Regions from separate parts of the Mus musculus genome. Here all the other regions are linked to region 4. Evidence: chromatin contacts called from public Hi-C, HiCAR-type and HiChIP or PLAC-seq data. All regions are on one chromosome and are shown on one strand. The core of a region is the stretch at or near the end of the contact, and the rest is flanking DNA. Distances in the headings are between cores, read along the strand shown. Region 1 holds the start of Pik3c2a (phosphatidylinositol-4-phosphate 3-kinase catalytic subunit type 2 alpha). Region 2 holds the start of Polr3e (polymerase (RNA) III (DNA directed) polypeptide E). Region 3 holds the start of Mfsd13b (major facilitator superfamily domain containing 13B). Region 4 holds the start of Ccp110 (centriolar coiled coil protein 110). Region 5 holds the start of Eef2k (eukaryotic elongation factor-2 kinase).

Region 1 (4,416 bases), core at 125-2,624, 2.3 Mb after region 4:
TCTGTTTTCCAGCAGAAGGTAGGAAGCCAGTCCTGAGAGAATTCCTTTTCCTCACCCTTTTAAATCTTGAGGAAGAGCTGCCAAGTGTATAAATTCCTCCTTTGATGAGAAGATAAAGCAGAACAATGCTGTAGAGCTGAGCAGATTCCTAAGGGACATTCTTCTGGGGTGTGTAAGCTTGCGTGGAGGTGGGGCTAGTAGACAGCTAGGGGCTGGGAGGGAGGGTGGTACAGCCAGAAGTTGCTCCTAGACTTCTCCCTAGAATAGCCTTTCCTTTTGCTTTCAGCTAGTGCTGGAGACTAAACCTACTTAGGTGCACTACCACTGAGCTAGGTTTGTTTGTTTGTTTTTGGAGACAGGTCCTGAACTGCTGAGCTTTAGAGTAATCTCCTGTCTTAGCTTCAGCTTGGACTACAGGAAGATGCCACATTCTCATATTCCCTTCCCTGCCCTCCTTCCCTGCCCCCTTCTCCCGCTTCCCCTTAAAGCAGAACTTCATCCAGCCTCTAGAAGTGCAAGCGTGTTTATTTAAACCAAAAGGATCAGAGGTCTCTCCTCCCTTACTAAAGGAAAGGGGGAAATGCTGGGAATACACTTCGAAATCCCAAAACCCAAGCAGACTCTGCCAGTTTACGTTGCCATTCCTCTCCTCCGACAGTTACCGACAGTCGTCTTTTGCAATCTGTAAAACGGGAATAATTCTCCCATCTGCTTCACAGTTTTGAATCAGACAACAGAGCGCTAAACTCTTTACAAGCCCAATTGCAGTCCGCGCTCACGAGAAAGGTATGATTACTATGGGGCCTGGGTGTGATGTCTGGCCGAGCGCTGTTATTACCGGGCTAACCTTGCCCACCTGGCCGCGGCGGGGCTGTCAGCAAACACCAAGGCGAGAACGCCGCACGCACGCATCCAGCCCTTTCCAGGGCCCACACGACGAGCTAATGCAAACTTCGAAGCACCTGAACGTCCGCGAGAGCTCGCCGACCGCTGGAGGGAATGAAAGATTTCGTCTTGACTGTTCTTTTCTGTCTTCCAAACCAAGCTAATCTCTGGGCGGCCTGGGGCCAAAACCTCAAACCAGGCAACCGCAAGCCAGAGATCAGAGGCGCGCGGTGCTGGGACAGGGCCCGGGAACAAAGGGCGCTTCGGAGCTCGAGGCCGGCCAGGAGGAGTCCCGGGGTAGCCTCCCCGAGAGGCCCCCGGCCGGCCGCGCCTAAGACACCCATTCCCCGGGGCAACCACACTCCATCCCGCAACCTCCCCGCTGCTGCCTTTCAGGCTCCGCCTGCGCCCCGCCCGCCATCTCAGGTAGGCCATCCGCGTCGGCCAATCGCAAGGCGCTCAAGTACGGGGGCGGTGCTTGCACCATCGGAAGTGACGTGCAGAGCTCGGCTGGCCGCGGAGTCAGTCGAAGCTCTCCTCAGCGGCCGGCTGAGCCAGCTGAGGCGGGAGAAAAACATGGCTCGGACCTTGGAGGGCGCGAAGGCTCGGGTTGCGGTGAAGACCAAGACTCCCGCAGCGTGAGGTGAGGGGCTGCCGGTGCGTGCGGAGCGGGACCTGGCTCTGCGCAGCCGCCGAGGGACTCAGAGGGGAGGGACCCGGCCGCCGTGCCCCTTGGTCACTCCATCCTCTCTGACTCCTTCCTCGGGGCCCCGTCCCCCACCCGACGGTCGCCAGCGCCCCGCGCCAGGCCCCTTTGTCGCGGGCCGCCGGACGCTGCTGTCCCTCGGGGGGCGGGGGAGGGGAAGCCACCCCACGGTCCCCCGGGACAGCGAGGGAGCCGCGGTGGCGGTCCCAGGCTCCTGTCCCGACTGTTCTGGAGAGTGGCTGTTGAACTTCTGCTATGGCCTCTTCCTTCTCCTCTCCCAGCTCGGTTTTTAGAGCCTCGGGTGGTTCTTTTTCTTCTGAGACCCTTCACCTCGTTACCTTAAAACAAAAATCCAGAAACTGCTTGCTTTGGGAACGCAATGATATTTGTGTATATTTAGTGCATCATCTTTCTGCTAGGGCATTAAAGTAAGAATATTTAACTCTTCCTGCGTGACTGAGGAACAAGGAATAATTGAAGAGGAGGGGAGTGTATACGGTAGTTCTTTCACCGTGTTGTCCTGATAGAAGGTGAAGTCCTAATTAGTATATTTTTATTTTAGCCAGTGGGTGTTTGAATTCAGTGACACGAAGGAAGCATCCCTGTTTGAACAAGATTACTTCTTAAAAAGTATCCCTAAATCTTTCCAGGTAGGTGTCAGGAAGAATACTGCCTTCGGGGCGGGGGGCGGGGGGGGGGGGAGATCACTGAATGTGGTACATCTCAAGCCAAGGACAGAAAATAAAAGGCTATTCTTAGGGGGTTGGTGAAGTAGTGTTCGGGAAGAGAGGCTGCGCAGAGGTCCTGGAACACTGGTTCCAGGGAAGACTTTGTACTCTTGCCTCCCTGATGGTTCTTTCTCCACGAGAAACTGTTAAGTAGCTCTGCTGTAATTGGAGTTGGTTATTCAAGGTTACAGACCACGCTGAAGTGCCTTGGTTGAAATTTTCAAGTTTTTGAAACTGCCTGCAAGTTTGGCATTCAGTGTTTTGAATACTGAAAAGCATTGTAACTGAGAGAGAGATATTTGTTAACTCAAACTTAGTTTCAAAGTGATTTTTAACATAGATACATAATAAATACAGCACCTCCACAGATTCCCATGGGTGCTGGCGGAATTCATATTGAAAGCAGTTTGTCTTGTAAAAACCTCCGTTGTCTTGGGCATGGTGGTGCACCCTATAATTGCAATGCTTGTCTGCACTGCAGAGCTCTGGTAGGAGAGTCACATTTAAGGTCCGCCTAGTCTACCTAGTGAGACACTGTCTCTAAAAATGATAATAATAATAAAGGAAGCAAAGCTGGGTTATGATTGGTGTGCATGTTGCTTGCAGTCTAACTTGCAAACATTATACTTTAGTGGTCTCAATCTTTTTTCATTTTTATAGAGCATAAAGGTTGACTTGTTTGCTTTCAGGATTTTAGAAACAACTTTCTGTAATTAGCTGTGTAAGTGTATAATTCTTTGTTGCATCTATTTAGAGCTCCAAATTTTCCATTCAGTTTTATGTTGCTATGTACATTTCTGTGCCCAAGAGTAAATCTGGCATATTGTTTGGAATGTAATAAGTTCGGCACATTCAGTGCATTTCTACCTAAAGACAGGCTGTTTCTAAGAGCTCAGAGTTTGCCTCACAGCATCACATCAACCCTTCAGATCAGGAGAGGTACAAAGCACTTTCTTAAATGCTTTAACCACATACCTGTAGAGATGAGCCTGAGCTACAGAAGACTAGCTCCAAAAACAAAAAGCAAAACAGCAAAAGTTCTGTGAGCTGGGGGTATAGCTAAGGAAACTTGTCTAACCACAGGTTTGATTCTCAGTACTTTCAGAATGAAGTTGTAACTTACCTTGCTTTATTTAATAAGACAACTTAATCTGTTTTACTAATTGATCATATTTCCAAGACAGGCAAATACTGAAGATATTTTAGTGTGCTAAATTTACAGAATTTGATGATTTGTTTAATCTGGACACACACACCCTACCCTCCCAGTACTAGGGATTAAACCTAGGGCCTAAGCAAGGACTCTACCACTGAGCCATATCCCCTTTAGTTTGGTGGTTTCATTTGATAGTTGTAACTGAGTTGGGCTATAAACCAACCCTGAGAAACTGGAGGGAGGAGGAAAAGAGAGAAAGAAAACAAAGTAGAAATTGTTCAATCCACCTAGGAAGACAGGTTAGCCAGTTGGTTATAAAGACAGTGGTGGATTCATAGTTCCAAAGAAGGCTGTGATCTCCTGGGTTGAGAGCTAAAGAAATGAGCAGGTCTGATGAGAAAGATCATGCCCAAAATGAGGCTTACAGAATGAGTTCTTTCTATTAACAAGGGCAACATGGGTAAAGGTGATAAGATCCTAAGCTTTCTTGCAAGTGGTAAGGTAATTGAGAAAAGTGCCTAAAAGCTCTGATATTTATTCGATAGTATTTATATACAATATTCTTTTAGCAGGAATCATGGTCACACTTGGAAATTCTGCTCTCAATAGGTGTATTCCACAATGTTCATAGGACTATGGTTGAAGCTAAAAGAAACCTCTTGATTTTTCTTGCTTATGTGGGAGCCACAATTTTGTTTGTTTGTTTGCTTTTGTTGTTGTTATTTTGAGACAGGGTCCCTCTGTATATCTCTGGTTATCCTGGAACTCACTACATATATTAGACTGGCCTGGATCTGTCTCTGTCTCCAAGTGCTGAGATTAAAGGCCTGCACCAGCACATCTGGCCATGAAGTCACAGTTTTTATATCTTTATTTTGTGCATTTGTGTATGCCTTTTATCTTTTTTGCAATGTTTCTTTATTTAAATTTTAATTTCATAT
Region 2 (4,331 bases), core at 875-3,374, 2.2 Mb before region 4:
AGGGAGGAAGATAACAAGTTTGAGGCCATCCTGGGCTATAACATAGCAAAGCCTCATCTGGAAAAAAAAGTTACAGACACAAAACAAACAAAAAGGCTTCCCTAGCTCCACCCTCCTATCTCCAATGCTCAAGAGACTGCCATTCTTTGTGACTGTCAGTAGCAATGCTACTATAGCATTGCTGCCTTGCTCCCAACCCTCCAACTGTCCCATAAAACAAATCCTTCCATGGACCCCTAAGCCCTTACACGATCTTACCCCTGTCTCCACATAAGCATCTCCTCATGGCCTAGTGACCAATTACTGAACTTCTAACAGGCCAAGCCCCAAGCATCCTTGAGGACACTCTGCACAACAATCCCAGGTCATTTTCTTTTTTTTTTTTCTGGTTTTTCAAGACAAGGGTTTCTCTGTATAGCCCTGGTTGTCCTGGAACTCACTCTGCAGACCAGGCTGGCCTCGAACTCAGAAATCCACCTGCCTCTGCCTCCCAAGTGCTGGGATTAAAGGCATGAGCCACCACTGCCCGGCTCACCAAGTCATTTTCTGGATGCTCATTTTCCTTATATGTAACCACTGCCAGTCCTTCCAGGATTAGACGTGTTCCCTGACAACTCAACTGAAACAGCCGCTTCCAGCCCCTTCCATTACAAGCATAATTCCTTATTTCCTGAATGGTCCTAAGCTGGAACTTCCTGATCTGCTTGCTGGTCAGGTGTTAGCTGTCCTCTGTACTAGACTTTAAACTCTACGAAGGCTTCTCTATGCTTCACATTCCTGGACCATTAAGTGGAGATAATAATTATACTTGGTCGTGGTTATGGGATCATTACTTTTAAAATTAAAAAAAAAAAATCACAGTTCTTTCTCCCAAATATTAATGATGCCAGGCATCAATATAGTACCAAATAATACTCTTCTCATTAGCTGTGCAAATCAAAATTTATAGTGCCCAACTTCGAATTGGTTTACCCAAGGTCACAGCCCCCCAAGAAAACAGGTAAAGAAATCCAAATCTAGCTGATGCCAAGAGCCTTGGTTTTATTCTTAACTAACATGCTGCACATCTCTTTGGTAAAAGGCAGTATGGTGTAGTGGTTAAGAGGTTGGACTGCCGTGCAAAACCTTACAGGTTCAAATCCTACCTCTTCAATATAGCAGCTGATTAGCGACGTGAATTGCATAACCCTGGGTCCTTTCCTATTTTAAACCACACACCGGCTTCAAAGGGATAAGGCGAACCTAGAAGGACTGTTGCTACGTGGCAACATGTTTTCTTCCAATATAAGACCGAACAAGACAGCCACAAATGAAAGAAGCAGGAGTGTCACCCATCTTACACTCATTAAAACACCGTAGCACGGGAATCATATCCCCATTTCACAGATAAAGGTATGATCTTATCTTTTCGCTCCCAAACCCAGGAACTCTAAAACAATATTCCAGGATGACCCGGTATGTGCACCATCCCCCGTTACTGGAAGGTCCCCGGGTCCACGAAGCAGTCGCCACTCTGCTTAAACACAGATCAATGAATGAGGCGTCCCGGGCCCGCTCGGGCTAAGCAGAGTTGACCAGGTTCAACGACCCCTGCCCATGCAGGCGGCCCCGAGTCCAGTGGCTTTCTCCATGTCGCCGGTGCTCAGGCGCCCTTCCCACTCTTCCGAAAGCCGCCACGCCACCGGGCACCAGTGCCCTCGCAGGTGCGGTTCGGGAGCCAGGCCCGGGCGGGGCAGCGCGGCCGAAGCCTGAGTCAGCGCGGGCCGCACCGCCGTCGTCTCCCCACCGTCCAGCCGAACGGAGCGACCCAGGCCCGGGGCGGCCTGGAAAGCCGGGCGGCCACCTTGCGCCCTGCCCTGGTCCCGGGAGGCCGCGGCCCCTCGGCACGCAGCGGCGGGGGCCTGTCTGGCCTAGTCAGCAGCGCGGCCCGGAGCACCGAGCGAGTGCGACGGCTGCGACCCGGATCCCGAGGCTGCCGAGTCGGGGCTCACCTCTCCGCCGGGGCCGCGCGCGGGCGGCGGAACGGCCCAGGGACCCGCGGGCTGCAGAGACGGCGGCGGCCGGGTCTTCTATCAGGCAGCGGCCATGTTCCTGCTGGAGAAACTCCGCCGGACACGTGGGGGGAGCGGGGCCGGCCCTCGCGCTTCCTCTTACCCACAATGCCCCGCCCCGGCGCGCGCGGGACCGCCCCTTCGGCGAGCTGCTCGTGGTGCAGAGAGCGCACATCGACAGCAGGGGTCGCCGCTGCGCTCGCAGAAGGAACCTAGAGCGAAAGACGCTGAGACAAAAGAAAAAGCCTGCCTTGGCAGCGGTGGGATTCGAACCCACGCCCCCGAAGAGACTGGAGCCTTAATCCAGCGCCTTAGACCGCTCGGCCACACTACCCAGCTGTTGACGTCGTTTTCTAAGAAGCTACTTATTGGATTGACACGTATATTTTCTTTCGATTCTTGGAGTTATATTTATTTATTTTATTTCCTGCCGATAGAAATTGCCATAAACAATATTATCATCATGCCACTTATTGAAATAAAAGTATTTAGATGCAAGCTTGTTCCAAATAAGTTTTAAAGCAAAGGATAGTTTATTTTGCGTTCTGAGTCAGTTGGTTAAGGTGTCAGGTTAAGCCACTCAGACACTCAAAAACCCGAATTCGATGTCTGGTTCTGTCAGTAACTTTCACCAAGCTCTCAGAGCTGAACTGTAACCCCAGGTCTGCAGAGTTCTATCTGAAAATTTACGTGTTTAAATTTTTAGTACACAAACAATTTTAAAACTTTGCAGATAAAATATATTCTTTGTAATATTCAAAATAAGATTCTTCGAGCTTTGACTTGCTCTAGTTTCCTAGTACCCAGCATTATTGGCTGATTGTACATCCTTTCTGCTCTTTTGCTGTCAATGTTTATCTCCATAGAAAATAGTTTTGTTCATATTGTGAATGGGTTGGTATATAAATATTAACACAGTAACACATAGAGATATACAGCTGGCTGGTTTTTCACTATACTTTTGATTTATTTTCTGTTTTGCTTTTGTTTTTAACCAGACTTTATTTTTAAGTATCTTTGCATGTTAATATGCCCATACAGACTTTTACGTTTACTTTATTTATTTGTTTGGGAGTGGGGAACGGGCGGGGGCGGGCCGTGGAGGTCAGAGGACAACTTGCCTGATGAATAAGTTCTTTTGTTCCACCCTGTGGGGGCGTCTTAGGTTGTCAGGCTTCGAGGCAAGTGTGTTTACCTACCTTCTGACCGAGCTATCTCACCAGCCCTAGATATTTTAAAACACTGAAAAAGATGAAAAAAAAAATAGTCACACACACCCCATATTTCCACCACCTAGAATTAAACTCATTTCTGCATTTACATTTGAACATGCATACATATTCATTTGTTGTTTAAACTAAGGTTCACAATGCCCAGGCTGGCTTTGAACTACGTGCATTGATGAGTTTGAATTTCTGATCCTCCTGCCTGCACTTCCTAAGTACCAGAATTACAGCCTTGCACCTGGCCAATATGGCATTTTGCTTCCAATTATTTTCTTGTGTACATAATTTTTATTAAAAGTTACACAAGTAAGGCCTTCGAAATGGCTAAGCGTGTAAAAGCATGTAAAAATCCCTGGGACCCACATGATAGAAAAAGAATCATCCACAAGCTGTTCTCTGTCACACATACTCACACGATAATTAAGTAATTAATTAATTAAGTAAGATACACAGGTGATAAATGTAATGTACACTTTAAAACTGTGTCTTAAAATATGGGCTAAGAGATGGTAAGCACACTCCTTTAGTACCAGCACTTGGGAGGCAGAGGCAGGTGGATCGCTAAGTTGAAGGCCAGCCTGGTGTACAGATGAGTTCCAGGACAGCCAGGGCTAAACAGAGAAACCCTATCATGGAAAAACTGTGTGTGTGTGGGGGAGGGGGTGGGGTGGGGGGTCTGTGTGTATATCTGTGTGTGTCTGTCTGTGTGTGTCTGTGTGACGTAATGGTGCATATCTATGGTCCCAGCCATCAGGAGGCAAATGGCAGAAGTTTTTAGCAGATTTGAAGCTAGCCTGGTCTACACGGTGACAGACTATGCTCCAGGCTAGACTGGTCTACATGGTAGAAGTGTGTTTCAGGCCAGTCTACATAGGACTACATAGGATATTCTGTCTCAAAACAAAAATAAACAAAAATTTAACAATATCCTGGACTATGAGAGTAAAGTCCACCACATTTTTAAAAATCCTCTCACAAGCACCCTTCCAGTTTACAAATAATATGAATTTGACATGTATCCTTCTAATAATTTTGAAAACTACATGCATAAATC
Region 3 (4,177 bases), core at 1,185-3,684, 2.3 Mb before region 4:
ATTTTTTTCTTTGAAAACGGTTAAAGAACATTCCCATGCACCCCAAATTTGGAATTGAGATGGGGCTGTCCTGGTCTTTGAGACCAGTGACTGAGGTCAGACGCATGACTCCAGGCTTCAGCGGCTACACACCTGCAAGTCCTAAATTGAATTGTCTTACTTTCCACAGCGTTCTGTGTGACTACAGTAATTGGTTCTACATTGCTTCATTTTGTGTCTGGGCTGAGATATTGACATTTCTGGAAGAAGAAGCTTTACCAGCAACCTTGGTTCTTGTTTTTAAAACATAGCAACAAAAAGCTGACTAGGGACATCTTGCCTCTTGGTGTACTTGTACTCAGAAGGAACTTGTGAGGTGACAGTCTGTTACTCTTACTACTTGTTTTAAGTTACACTTGATCCTTGTGTTGGGGGGGGGGGGTTTTGTATGTGACAAGGTACATGTGGAGAACCTGTGGGAGTCACTTCCAGCCTTGCACTATGTGGGTTGCTGCCATCAACTCAGCTTGTCAGGCAAGGATGCAAGCACCTTTAGCCACTGAACTATCTGGCCTGTTCTATTTTGATTGGCTTCTGCTTCCTAGTCAGGGTCTTGCAATGTAGCACAGGTGGTATCAACCTCACATGCCTCCTGTCTCCACATCCCCAGTGCTGAGGGCACCACTATACCTGGCTAATATTACTTTGTTACATTTTTGGTTGGCATTCCTCATAAGGAAATTTTTTTTCTCATTTATATCACCATGGATTCATCATTAACAAACTGCAATCTGTTGCTATTACTACTTATTTTGATACTCATGGGCTGGGGACAGTGGCTTGGAACTTCTCCTTGCATGTGAGTGGGCCCTTGGTAGTACCACGGGAGAACAGGAAAAAGAAAAAGGAAGAGGGAGGCAAAAAGAGAAGGAAGTGTATTATTTTGATGCTGTTATTTTTTAACAGTCCCTTCACAATAAGTGTTAGAAACAACACAGCTTTCTTGGGCACAGTTTCTTTGATTCTCATAGCTCTTTGAGCAAAGAGGTCATTTCTCCCCTAAGTGGTGAGCTAACGCCTGCTTTGCTAGTACAAACTGTGGATAGACAATTAGATTTCTAACCCTAGGTTCTTGGTACCTTAAGGTCTATTAAGGAGTCTTTCTTAAGGAATGAAGAGGAAAATCTCGCCAGAACAACATTCCTGTAGGGACAGGGTTTGATGGTTGTGTGCCTTCTATCCCAGCACTCTGGAGGCAGAGCCAGCCTAATCTACATAGTGTGCTAGGCAAAGCTGGGGCTGCACAGTGAGACTCTGTACAAACAACAAACCAACCTCACAATGGGGAGGCTTTCTTGACCTTCACAAGACCATGTTCCCAGGAACAGGTGCATGTTACACTGATCTGAAAAGGAGCATCTTAGGACCCACAAGAATGATGGAGAGTGGCACGCCTAAGGCATCGTTAGCACTGAAAAAAGAAATTAGGGTGAAGTATTCCTTCCTCCAAATTACCCGAGATCTCAGAGAAATAAAAGTATCTCTGAGGATTTGTAGCTTCTTCCTAGCAATTTCTCCTGTTTTAAGCCATAGTAATCTGAGTACACTATTTTAAGGCCACAACTGGTGCTTTTTTTGGATAAGGCAAACTTTCAACTGCTTTCCACTTTAGTTCGGGTGACACTCCGGATCTGTGTGAAGGAGTTAACTTCAGGAGGTTTCTACCAAATCACTACTGCCAAACCTGAGTAATTACTCCCCTCCCCCCCTCAGTTGTCACAGTTCTTCTCCCGTCCTCTGTAGATGCTATCAGTTATAACATCCCCTCCCCCCCTCAGTTGTCACAGTTCTTCTCCCGTCCTCTGTAGATGCTATCAGTTATAACATCCCAAACATCTGCGCCGACCTTTCTGCCCTCTGAGAGTTTCCCTAAGTGAGGTACCCAAATATATTAAAAGTTTAACCCAAGAAACAGTAGTTACGGCTGTGTTAACAAGCTGACGCCGGCAAGCTGGCCACCAAGTGCAATGCCTGATCTTAGGTATTTATCCTGGGCTCTATGAACCTTTAAGAAATTCTATGCAAAACTGTGGCAACTTTTCTCAGGGGAGGCGGCTTCCACTGGCCAGCCCGGGACTCTGGAGTGTGAAGTGGGGTTGGTGACTGCCCTTTTAGGAGTTCATAGCCAGGCCCCTGGAAGGCCAGGGCTCCAAGATTGAGGAGCAGCTCTCACTCAGTAGCGTTCTCTCGGCTTTAACTTCCCGACGGACCATGAGTCTCCCTCCGAGCATCACCGAGGGCAGAGCCAAGGAGAGTTGGCCCGCATCCGAAACCCTCGGGTGGGAAGATGATGACCCGTGCCCAGAATTAGTAGTCCTCGGCACCCGGTGTTCGCCAAAGCCACCTCCACACTCCGGAACTGGAGTGCACTCAACTGAGGAGACGCGACGCAGACAAAAGAGGAGGGGCTGCCGACCGCACCCTCTTCGTCTTTCCCCGCCTCCTTTGTTCCTTCCTAAGCTATTATTGGCTGATGGTCCTCGGACCCGCGACCTTTTTTGATATTCTATTGGCTGAAGTCGCTGTCACTCTATAGGCGGCTCATTCGTGATTGGTCAAGGTGCCTCCCGGGTTTGAATCGTCTCCCCGGCTTTGGGAGGGTTCTGCCAAAGTGCCACGTTGGGCCGGGCAGCAGGCGTGAGGAGCCGGCTCCCGGCGCCACCCGGGGCGCGCTCGCTAGGGCGCCGGCCTTTGGGCGGCGCGGGATAGCGGCGAGAGCTGCTGCGGGACCTGCGTGTCCCGCCCCAGGGTGGCTCTGGCTGAGGGCGGCGGGGCCGGGGGAGAGCCCGGGGCAGCGGCCGAAACGGCAGGGCGGCGGCAGAGCCCGCTGCCCCCGGACGTCCCCGGCGACATGCTGGCAGATAACCTAGTGGAGGAGTTCGAGATGGAGGATGAGCCGTGGTACGACCACCGGGACCTCCAGCAAGGTGAGGGCGAGGTCGCCGGTCGGGAGGGGGGGGCGGGATTGTTGGGGTGGGAGTCCGGGGGTGGCAGGTGTGGAAAGTGCTAGAAAGTTCCTTAGGCTGGAGGTTTGGGATGCCGCGGCCCGGTGCTTCTTGCCCTCACCTGGCAACGGATCCGCCCATCCCGACCGCAGAGAGCAAGCGCGCGCGGCCCACGGCCCTGCGGGTGCGCCACACAGGCTGATGCTCGGTGCTTTAAGAAAGCGCTTGCCGGGTATGAGCGGATGGACCTCTGAGGTGGGCAGGAGTGGACCAGCTTGTCCTGCTCTAGAGGCGAGCTGCTGGCCTGGGTCCGGGTCGTGCTGCCCTGCCTGCCCCACATCGCCTTTCATGGTCCGCAGAGTCTGCAAAGCCGCTGCAGGTGGTGGGAGGGCAGTGCTGCTGTGCGGTACCCGCGCCATCTCTCTGTGAGAGTAAATTTTTTTTTTTTTGTCCCGTTTTCCAGAAAGCAGAGGCTAAAAGATTTAGGTGGATTCCCTAAAGCCGAGTATGAGGAGCCTGTAGACACTGTTCAGTTTCTTAGCATCCCAGTTTACAGCTTACTCAGTTGGGTATTAAACTGTTTTGTTTTGTGTTTTAATTTATTACTTAGCCATCGTTCATCGGGGGCTAAATGAAATTATTCGAGGGCAGCTCTTATCATGCGCTTATCTTTCTTTCGGGTTTTCAATTAAAAATAATCCTGCCTTGGTTTTCTTGCATCGGGGCATCTCCAGAGACAATCTCAAGAGTGCCCCCAGTCTGAAGCCAGTGGCCCATTTTCTTGTACATTCATAGCAGGATTTTGTGTTTGGGGACACTGATAGGCCGGCCCTCAACACCCTGGTAGGCTCCTTTAATTCTCCCAATAGCATAAGGTGCTGCAGTAGGTACCTCTGGCTGAAGAAGATACTGTTGGGGAGACTAGGTATTCACGGCAGACCCCAGAGTAGACATTGTTAACCACCATGCTGAGGGATCCGCAGGAATCCTTTGTGCTATTCTGTATAATGATCTCCACTCCAAACTTTTTGGGAAAATTAATATCTCTTTTGAGTTGGCTACTAAACACCGCCTCTTGTTCACAATTCAACTGAATCTGATGGGGGAAAAATTCGGGCTTGAATGATCCATACTTAGAAAAAGAAAACAGGTAGCTCTTTGGAGAGATGCTAATTTGTTTTTTGTTTTTTTGT
Region 4 (4,383 bases), core at 305-2,804:
ATTATTGAATAAATTAATTAGGGCAAATAGATCAAGCAATGTAAAGCAAGACTAGCAGAATGAAGAGAATTCTGAGAATGGCAACTTGGAGAACAACCCTATTCCCAGAGAACTAGGTACCTCTCAATTGCAAAAGTAGTCATTAAAAAGAGAGTCCGGGATTCTACAATTGTGCAAGAGGGCACTACATTTCTCACACCAGTTACCACTTGCAAGCAAGGTTTATTTTAAGGGAGTCTTGATGACAAGGTGATCCCAACCTCAAACCTACCACCCCATACTTTAGCATCAGGCATTACTGGTCCATGGTCCACTTACATTCACACCAGCCTCAGCAGGTCCAGGCATGCCTTTTCTACTCCATTTCTACCTAATTACAAGTGACCTTTGTCCAGGAAGTCTCTTGGCAAACCCTATAGCCTCATGGCTCCTATCTACTTATTCATAACCTGTACTCAGAAATGTCACTGAAAGGAAAGGCGAAGGTAACACAGCTTCCAAGGCTGGCTGCTTACCACTAAGTTTTTCCACAAACACATAAACTTCCTACAGAGTCTGTAAAGGGAGAAAGATATGCTGTTTAAGGACATACTAGCTGTTCGTACATTCATGGTAGGCTAATATCCCTGGACCCCACCATCTATAAAGTGGGGCTCTGTCTCAAGGCGATTTTATGAGAAAACAATGAGCTAAGGCACAGACAGCAATCGCAGGACTGTATGTAGGACAAATAGAAGCATCAGTAAGTGGAAGCTGCTTCCAAACGGAGGATATAATGGTGTTTTTATCACCTCCGTGTGAACTCTTGGAGAAGAGACAATTTTTGGTTCTTCCTGAGACTCAAATGTGACTTGAAAACATGAGAAAGGGCTTTCTCATCCAAATCCATCTCTTAAGGTAGGAACCACTTAACAGCATCATGGGTGTCTGAGAGAACCAGCTACATTATCCTGCAGATGCCCCAGAGTGGCAAAGCTGGTGTAAACAGCGCTCCTATGGGCCTTTGGTTGCGGTAACCAGTATTTAGAAATGGCCAGTGCACACCCCGGGGGACGCCTCCATCTCCTCCTACACTACCTCCGACACCAAACTGAAGTCACCATGAAGTGCCTACTCTTCAGCGCAGGATGCTTCACTGGGCGGAGCCAGCATCCAAGCATCCCCTCCAAGTCCCCCTGACCCCGGTCCTCAACTCCCGCCTCCCCATTCCCGATGCCTTCAAGGGCTCGTGACCGAGGGAAGCCAAACCGGGTCCGGAACGCCGGCCTTCTGTCCCTCGGGACACCAATGCCGGGTCTCACCTCAGCCTAGACCCGTAGGAAAACGAACCCAGTCCTCTTGCACACACCTGACACCTACTGCCCGGTCAGCTTCTCTGCCCGTGGACCAGCCTCCTCTGTAAGCAAAGGCCTCAGTCGGTTTAGACAGAGCGCATCTAGGTCCTCCGCCTTCTCCTCCTCCTCCTCCCCGCCATATTACGGGTCCCTCAGGCGGCAACGCGGGATCCTGGCAACCGCTGCCGCCGCCACCAGCTCAACTCCACCCCTCAGGGCCGGTACTTCCGGTGGCTGTTTGGCGGGCAGTTGAAGCGGTTGGGCCTCCATAGACTACAATTCCCAAAGTGCACTGCGGTCATCAGCAAGCGCTTACATGAGCTTTACGCAATCGAGATGCACGCTGGGAAGAGTAGTCTTCACTGCAAACTAAGGGCTTTGACTATAAATTACCATAGAAAGTCTCCTCAGGGCCTTAAACCCCAAAAGTGTTCCTGGGAAGTTGTCGGGTATTTTTGTTTGTCTGTCTGTCCGTCCGTCCGTCCGTCTGTCTGTCTGTATAGAGATAGTCTCCTGTTTGGTCGATGGAAAATGTACAACATTCACCCATGTTTTCCCTATAAATGAAAAATGTGGCTGAATCGCAGACACCAACTCAAGGCTTTAATATATTTGCACTTCTTTGCAGATCAGTTGCGGGGAATATACAGAGGAAAAGATAACTTCAAGTTGGCAAAAAAAAAAAATCCACCAATATTTTTTATCAGTTCTTACCTAAATTACTCACTAAGAGCTTTTTTGATTTAATGACACCATTTCCATTCTATAACTGGGCTTTGCCGTCCTCCTGGTGCTTATTTTTGTTTATGTATAGTGGGAATTTTAAAGAGCCTACCAAGAGTGGTTGTGAGGCATAACAGAGAAAACTCTTATACTGCACCTGGTACAAAAATCTCTAATAGGAGGAAAGGGTCATCTAGAGAGATGCTCAGTCACTAAAGCATTTGCCACTCAAGCATGAGGACCTGAGTTCAGAGCCTGAACACTCCCCTAAAAAGGCTCTGAGTCCTGGCTAAAAATTATAATTGCCAGTCCTGGGGATATAGAAATAGGAACTCCCTGGCGATCTCAGGCCGGCCATTCTAGCCAGTTTCAATGAGATCCTCAAAAATTAGGGTGGAAATTGACTGAAAAAGATACCCAACAGAGATGGATATCTCTGGTCTCCCTATACATATGTACATGTGTGTATATATATATATATATATATATATATATATATATATATATATATACACTCATGCCAAAAAATAAAAATAAAAAGGTAGGCTAAGAGCTGGAGGCAGAGGAATCATGGGATGATGGGTATCAAGAGGTGAGATCTGTCCCACTAGCACTATCCCAGTGAAACACTGGGACGCAGAGAATGGGCTCTCAGGCAAAGGCTTTAACAGAGGCAGTGCCTCAAGAAGGGTGGCATGAGGGGACCATGGTGTGAGGGACAAAGCTGACAGAGACAAGAGTGCCCCATAGCAGTGAGTGAGCCCTGAAATGGAGTCCAAGGTCCAGACATGTTCTGTTAATCTTGAGGACAATGTAATGTGGGGCTTTGGGGTGGGGGTTCCACTTATAACTTAATAATAAAGACTTGGAGACCTGTGTATAGTATAAGGATGTTGGCTTGTTTGCTGGGGCAGTCTCTCGGTTAGCACATCTAACTCAAGCCAAGTTCTCTGCTATTATAGTTCTCTGCTCTACTTCCATGTCTTTTGCCTCTGTCAGTCCTTCTACCCCAGCTCTTTATTATGCAAAAAGCCACACTAGAAACTAACGCAGTTGACATTGAAAAGGTCAAGGCTATGTGACCTTTGCCAAGGCATCTTGCCTTTTCTTTTTGAGCAGGTGGGGAAGGAACAAACATTTGCTTAACCTGCTCTGCAGGCACAGGGATTAAAAACTGAGAATACACCCGGCAGTGGTGGCGCATGCCTTTAATCCCAGCACTTGGGAGGCAGAGGCAGACAGATTTCTGAGTTCGAGGCCAGCCTGGTCTACAGAGTGGGTTCCAGGACAGCCAGGGCTATACAGAGAAACCCTGTCTTGGAAAACAAACAAACAAACAAACAAACAAACAAAAACTGAGAATACAGGGAGATCTTTTCATAGCCGATGTGGGAGTTAGCCCAACCACAATGAGTTCTTTAAGCACAGACCTGGAACTCCAGAGATCCTTGGATCAGGTGTGGGCTACCATTCTAATCTGAGAATGAAAAGTCTTTTAAAGAAATCTCTTCCTCCTGTTTTCATTTGTTTGCTTGGGTTTTTTGTTTTGTTAGTTTTAGGGGAGCTGGTTTTGTTGTTGTTCCCTTAGTTTGTTTTTTGTTTTTTAAAACAGGGTTTCTCTTTGTAGTCCTGGCTGTCCCAGAACTTCTGTTGACCAAGCTATCCTTAAACTCAGAGATCGGCCTGCTTCTGCCTCCTGAGTGCTGGGATTAAAAGCAAGTGTCAACATGCTCAACTCTCAAGAAATTTCTGCTTGTATAAAATATACATCAAGTCTGGGGCATGAGTCAAGTGCCTGCCCAACAACATAAGGATGGGTTTGATTGCCAGAATCCACTTTTAAAAACTGGGCTTTGATGCAATCTCAGTGCTGAGCAAGGGGGGGGGGGGGACACACAGGTGAACCTCTGGGACTTACTGGCCAGCCGGTCTAGCCAACCTGGAGAAGCTCCAGTCTAATAAGAGAATCTACTACCAACAAAAGGCGGATGGTGCCTGAGAAACAACACCCAGTGCTGTGCTGTGACCTTCATGTGAAGGTGCAAACATCTGCAGGCTGGGATATGTACACACACACACACACACACACACACACACACACACACACCCATGAGCACAGAGACAGACAGACAGACAAAAGCAGAGAGATACAGATAGAATATGAATGAGTCATCTTAGGAGATTTCATGGTTTTCATGAATCCAGTGGGTTTTGTCCCTGAAATAAGAGGAAAAGAGGACAAATGGCAAAAGGCAGATGGATTTCTACTCATAGTCAACAAGGGAGGGAAAGACATATTTTTACCTTCACAGATATTAATTAAGGG
Region 5 (4,602 bases), core at 905-3,404, 2.1 Mb before region 4:
TCTCTATTTCCTTAACTAGAACACCCAGGAGCAGCTAGGAACCTCCCCTGAGAATTTCTTAGAAATGCAAATTGGGCACCTCCCCGCAGAGCTCCTCAAGGAAACTCCAGTGTGGTCCAGCAATCGGAGGCCGGCAAGCAAGCCATGCAGGGGGCAGCTGTTGATAGAACCACAGCCCCGCACTCACTCACTCACCTCTGACTCTTCAGCCTGTGAAATGTTACCGTACTGCAGCGACTGACTCAACCCTTTTCTTTCTCCGAAGCCTTGTAGTCTGTACCTGTAGACCCTGGTTGCAAGAGTTTAGTCAGATACTCTTTAATTTGGTGTGTGTGTGTGTGTGTGTGTGTGTGTGAACACGAAGGTGACTGTGGAAGTCAGAAGAGCACACTGGATGCCCAGGAGATGGTGTGGCACGGGTGAGCCACTCAGCCAGGGCAACCGAGTCCCCATGATCTTACAGCTCTTTCCCCTTTCACTTCAGAGGTAAGTGTTCTCACCCTCTGAGCCGGCCATGCTCCCCCACCCCCCCACAGGCCCTCATCCAACAAGCTTTTAAGGCTCAAACCCAGGATCATCCCAGGTGTAGACCCGGTGGCACCCTGGGACTTGGAGGTAACTGATTCCTGCAGCTGCCTCTCTCACCAACTAAAGCCTTCCTAAAGGCTGTTGCTACTTGGTTGCTGTGCCTGATCCTGAAGTTTTTCTCCTTCACAATAGAAATTAAGGTAGAGAAGGAACCCTAAAAACAACTCGATCCTGCCGTGCACCCCTAGGTTCCTACAGGCCGTTCCCAGGGGGGAATTAACAGCTGCCAGCTGTGGATGACAAGATCTCTTGGGGCGAGTCTGATCAGTGCAGGGTAAAAGGTTTGAAAATACTATGTTTGTGAAACAGCGTGGCATGAGCCATTCAGGAAAGTCACGCCTAACGCGCTCAGACTCTCAAAAGAACCCAGTTCTTTGGAACAAAGGAGTCGCTCCCCGCTAGCCTTCCTTTCCCAGGAACTGTTGCCGCAGCAGAGAGGGGTGAAGAGCTAGCTGTCTAAGGTCGGGGTTTGAACACGGCCTGGACCCACTCCCTCCACTGGCTTCGTCCTCCTCACAGAGCAAACAGCACCTTCCCCGGGAAGTCTTCCCAAAACTTCACTCTTAACCCCTACACTCACAATCCTTGTTTACTTACTCTACATTCCCTACCTGGCCTCTGAGGATCTGGGGTCCACTCTGGACCTCGGCTTTCTCCTCCGTAATATCTGTTCAGTGGTCCCAAGCCAGGGAGCGCCTCATCGCGGAGGACGCAGAAATACTCCCCCAAGGAGAATTCCCAAGTCAGATCTCACTCTTCCGAAACGCACGCGATCAGTCACACACAGGGCGCAGCTGGGCAGGTTTCCCGCAATCCCCTTAGCCGACACTAGCTAGTTTTGGCCCAGGGCTCACCCAGGAGGTCCCCGCCCCCGCGCCACCAACTGCATACGAATGCTCAGCCCCTTGGCGCACAAGTCTCCAACGCCTGCCAACACCCCAACTCCCTCAACCAACAATGCTGCAAGGGCGTATGCAGCTCAGACCTCGAGGTTCCGAGAACTGAGGCCCGCATAGGCCTCTAGTGTGGGGAACCCGGCGAGGGGAAATGTTACTTGGGCGTTTCAGGGGGACAGGCGGGCTCGCCGAGGCACAGAGGAGACCCGGGCGGAGGCCCGCGTGCGCTGCCTGGTGCAACCAGAACTGCGCTCACCGCTTGCCAACGTCTTTCTTTCCTTCCTTACAGACGCAAACACTGAGCCTCGGGGGAAGCTCTGCAACCAGAGAAGCGCCCCAGTGGCCTTTCGGGGGGCTGCTGCAGCGGGACGCGCGGGCTCCCCATCTTCCCGTCACCTACCTCCCACAGTGTGGCAGGCGCGACAGCTGCTGCCCACGGCCGCAAGGATCCCAAGGAGCTGGCAAAGGCTGGCGGCCGGGCGCTCCAGGGTGCAGGGAGGGAGGAGAATCCCCGGTACAAAGCGCAGGCGACAGAGAGCCAGGCCCGCAGCCGCAGTGGGGCGCCTGAAGACGTCGGAGCGCTGGAGCCGAGCACGGGCTGGAGTTGGGGCTGCTGCCGCTGGGGTTGGAGCTGGAGGCTGGAGGCTGGGACCAGGGCTGGGGCGGGACTGACGCACGGGGCGCACGCCCGGGCTCACGTGGCCGTCCCCGGGTGGCCATCACCTCCATGCAGCCGCCGTGTTGTCTTCTGGCTCCCCCGCCTGTTGAACGCTTCCTAGACACCTGGGTCTAACGTTAGATTTCATGCTGTGTGTCTGGTGGCGCATACCCTTAACCCCAGCACTTGGAAGACAGACTGCGGGCGGATTTCTGAGTTCAAGGCCAGCCTGGTCGTCTACACAGTGAGTTCCAGGGCTGCACTGAGAAAACCTGTCTCAAAAAAAAAAAAAAAAAGGGAAATCTTAAGGATTTCATGACATAATTTTGAAGAAATTTAACACTTTCAAGAGAGGGAGGGGTAACGAAGGAGCAGGAGGGGGCAAAACAACAAAAATTGTGTTAAAAACTCATAAAGAATCCAAATTCATGGTAAGCACATATGTATTTAATATTTACATATAAATTTATAAATATAAGTATAGAAAATTATACACGTATATGTAAATATTTAATATATAACCTATATATTTTTGTTTAAATTTAATATTTGTATATAAACATATATTCGGTTTAAATTTATACAGTTCGGCCTACCTGACAATTCCAACTATTTCTATAATTTTTAATTAATAACTTTATCAGGGCCGGGCGGTGGTGGCAAATCCCAGCACTCAGGAGGCAGACACAGAAGGATCTTTGTGAGTTCAAGGCCAGCCTGGTCTACAGAGGGAGTTCCAGTACAGCCAGAGCTGTTACACAGAGAAACTTTGTCTTAACAAAAACAAAAAAGAAAAATCTTTGTCAAGCCTTCCTGGACTCTCTGGAGGGAAAAATCACAGTATTCCTAACTCTGAGCCTAGGGCCTGGCACATAGTGCTTAATGGGTGGGAACTTGGGCATGGTGGTAGACCTCTGCAGTCCCCAGAAAAGCAAGGCCAGCCTGGGCTACATGGTGAAGCCCTTTCTCAAAACTCAAATCTGGTGCAGTGCATGGAAGGAAGGTAGCCCTTGGAAGATGTAAAGACTGAAAACCAGTGGAGGCAGGCATGTGTACTTTGAGGTCATATCTCACCGTATACTTTAGAGTAAAAATCTAAACAGTTGCACATTTTGAGCTATTTGTCCATCCAGCTGCAGTCAGCTATATAAGGTATGCAGGCACGACTAGCTGTATTGTACAGATCATAGGACTGAGACTTATAAAGAATGTATCTTGCCCAGGGACACAGTTAGGAAAGGGTGTGATCTATTTCATTTAATAAAGCAACTGTTAATAGACTTACTGACAGGAGAAACACCATAATATCTATTCTGCCACAGGCTTGTCTGGCCTGGGCTTTCAGATTAAAGACCTGAAGACCTGAACCACCTTGAAGTTGTACCAGCAAAAACACCAGAAACATCCTCTACACTTTGTACTTCCAGAACCATGAGCCAAAAATCCACCTTTTAAAAATTACTTATTTTATGTGTATGGGCGCTTTGTCTGCATGTCTGTCTAAGAGTGTCTGGTTGTCCAGAACTGGGATTACAGTTGTGAGTTGCCATGTGTGTGCTGGGAATTAAAACCAGGCCTTCTTGAAGCACAGCCAGTGTGCTTAAGTCTCAGCCAGTGGTTCTCAACCTGTGGGTCCCAATCCTTATGTCTGGGTCAAATGCCCCTTTCATGGACTGACTGTGTGCTGTAAGCTGAAATAAACCCTTTCCTCCTCAGGTTGCTTTTGGTCATGGGTCTTATCACAGCATCTGACGGTCTGTAGTAGTGTGTTACTGGTAACAAAAGGACCTTGCACACAGGCGAGAGTACTCCTCATACCATTCCTCACAACCTTCCTAACTGTCCTCCACTTAGCACACGGAACAGGCTAGGAAAGTGGCTTTTCCAAGGTTATACAGAGGCATGGTTTAGCCCAGATCTGGGTCTATGCAGATCTCTTGTGTCCTGTAGGCTCTTTGGTGTTTGAGAGCAGTAAACCTGCTCTCCCAGGGGAAGTCAGGACTTCAGACTGTTGTCAGCATGAACATTCCCCGCAAAACATTTGATTCCCCCCCCCCATCCCCTTTCTTTTTAAGAGACAGGATCTTTCTACACAGCTCTGACTGTTGTGGAAACTCACTGTGCAGACCAGTGCTTCTGCCTCTCAAGTGCTGGGACTACAGGCATGCACCACCACACCAGACAAGTTTGATTTTCTTGATTAAGATCCCATGTTGCCACATGAACTCAGAAAGACGAGTGCTTTGTCCTGGAGCTGCCCAGCATGACAGCTCGAAGGATGTGTGCCCCACCTGGCCTGCCCTTCTGGAAGATCAGCCCCACAGCACAGGGAGCTGTACCACCACTCCCAGCTAGATCCATATTTTCAGTGTCTACTTTCCAAATAGATAATGACACTGAGTATGTTTTCCGGTACCCGTCAGATGCTCCTATAGAACCTAGCGATTCCACTCTCAGCTA

What was found. Hi-C and Micro-C count contacts between places; a contact is called where the count stands out from the background. HiCAR-type assays count read pairs that join an accessible place to other places. HiChIP or PLAC-seq counts read pairs in DNA pulled down with a chosen protein or histone mark.
Region 1: a HiCAR-type map of astrocytes shows a contact between it and region 4, with 6 times the contacts expected there. The contact joins the promoter of Pik3c2a here to the promoter of Ccp110 in region 4. A contact is called at or near these places in 2 of 484 Hi-C or Micro-C datasets (CD4 T cells and uterus), 2 of 115 datasets of contacts at active chromatin or transcription factors (astrocytes and extraembryonic endoderm stem cells) and 1 of 9 other capture datasets (liver).
Region 2: a Hi-C map of B cells shows a contact between it and region 4, with 5 read pairs. The contact joins the promoter of Polr3e here to the promoter of Ccp110 in region 4. A contact is called at or near these places in 1 of 39 promoter capture datasets (hippocampal neurons), 2 of 484 Hi-C or Micro-C datasets (B cells and CD4 T cells) and 1 of 9 other capture datasets (adipose tissue).
Region 3: a contact with region 4 is called in a HiCAR-type map of astrocytes, with 7 times the contacts expected there. The contact joins the promoter of Mfsd13b here to the promoter of Ccp110 in region 4. A contact is called at or near these places in 3 of 39 promoter capture datasets (hippocampal neurons, liver and pre-B cells), 1 of 484 Hi-C or Micro-C datasets (B cells) and 1 of 115 datasets of contacts at active chromatin or transcription factors (astrocytes).
Region 5: an H3K4me3 HiChIP or PLAC-seq map of embryonic forebrain shows a contact between it and region 4, with 3 times the contacts expected there. The contact joins the promoter of Eef2k here to the promoter of Ccp110 in region 4. A contact is called at or near these places in 2 of 39 promoter capture datasets (hippocampal neurons and liver), 3 of 115 datasets of contacts at active chromatin or transcription factors (embryonic forebrain, large pre-B cells and pro-B cells) and 2 of 9 other capture datasets (adipose tissue and liver).

The regions. Positions count from the first base shown.
Region 1 is chr7:116,440,416-116,444,831 of GRCm38.p6, reverse strand. It overlaps Pik3c2a (phosphatidylinositol-4-phosphate 3-kinase catalytic subunit type 2 alpha), which reads left to right and starts at 1,374. Exons shown (of 33, transcript NM_011083.2): 1 at 1,374-1,528.
Region 2 is chr7:120,915,571-120,919,901 of GRCm38.p6, reverse strand. It overlaps Polr3e (polymerase (RNA) III (DNA directed) polypeptide E), which reads right to left and starts at 2,124. Exons shown (of 21, transcript NM_025298.4): 1 at 1,992-2,124. n-TLaag4 (a tRNA gene) reads right to left here and starts at 2,385; the gene lies at 2,304-2,385.
Region 3 is chr7:120,980,766-120,984,942 of GRCm38.p6, reverse strand. Mfsd13b (major facilitator superfamily domain containing 13B) reads right to left here and starts at 2,434. Exons shown (of 8, transcript NM_001374644.1): 1 at 2,213-2,434. It overlaps Cdr2 (cerebellar degeneration-related 2), which reads left to right and starts at 2,631. Exons shown (of 5, transcript NM_007672.2): 1 at 2,631-2,966. The coding sequence starts at 2,891.
Region 4 is chr7:118,709,714-118,714,096 of GRCm38.p6, reverse strand. It overlaps Ccp110 (centriolar coiled coil protein 110), which reads right to left and starts at 1,554. Exons shown (of 15, transcript NM_001360794.1): 1 at 1,349-1,554.
Region 5 is chr7:120,840,383-120,844,984 of GRCm38.p6, reverse strand. It overlaps Eef2k (eukaryotic elongation factor-2 kinase), which reads right to left and starts at 2,154. Exons shown (of 18, transcript NM_007908.4): 1 at 1,885-2,154. Gm36449 (a long non-coding RNA gene) reads left to right here and starts at 1,474. Exons shown (of 2, transcript XR_378468.3): 1 at 1,474-2,386; 2 at 3,465-3,858.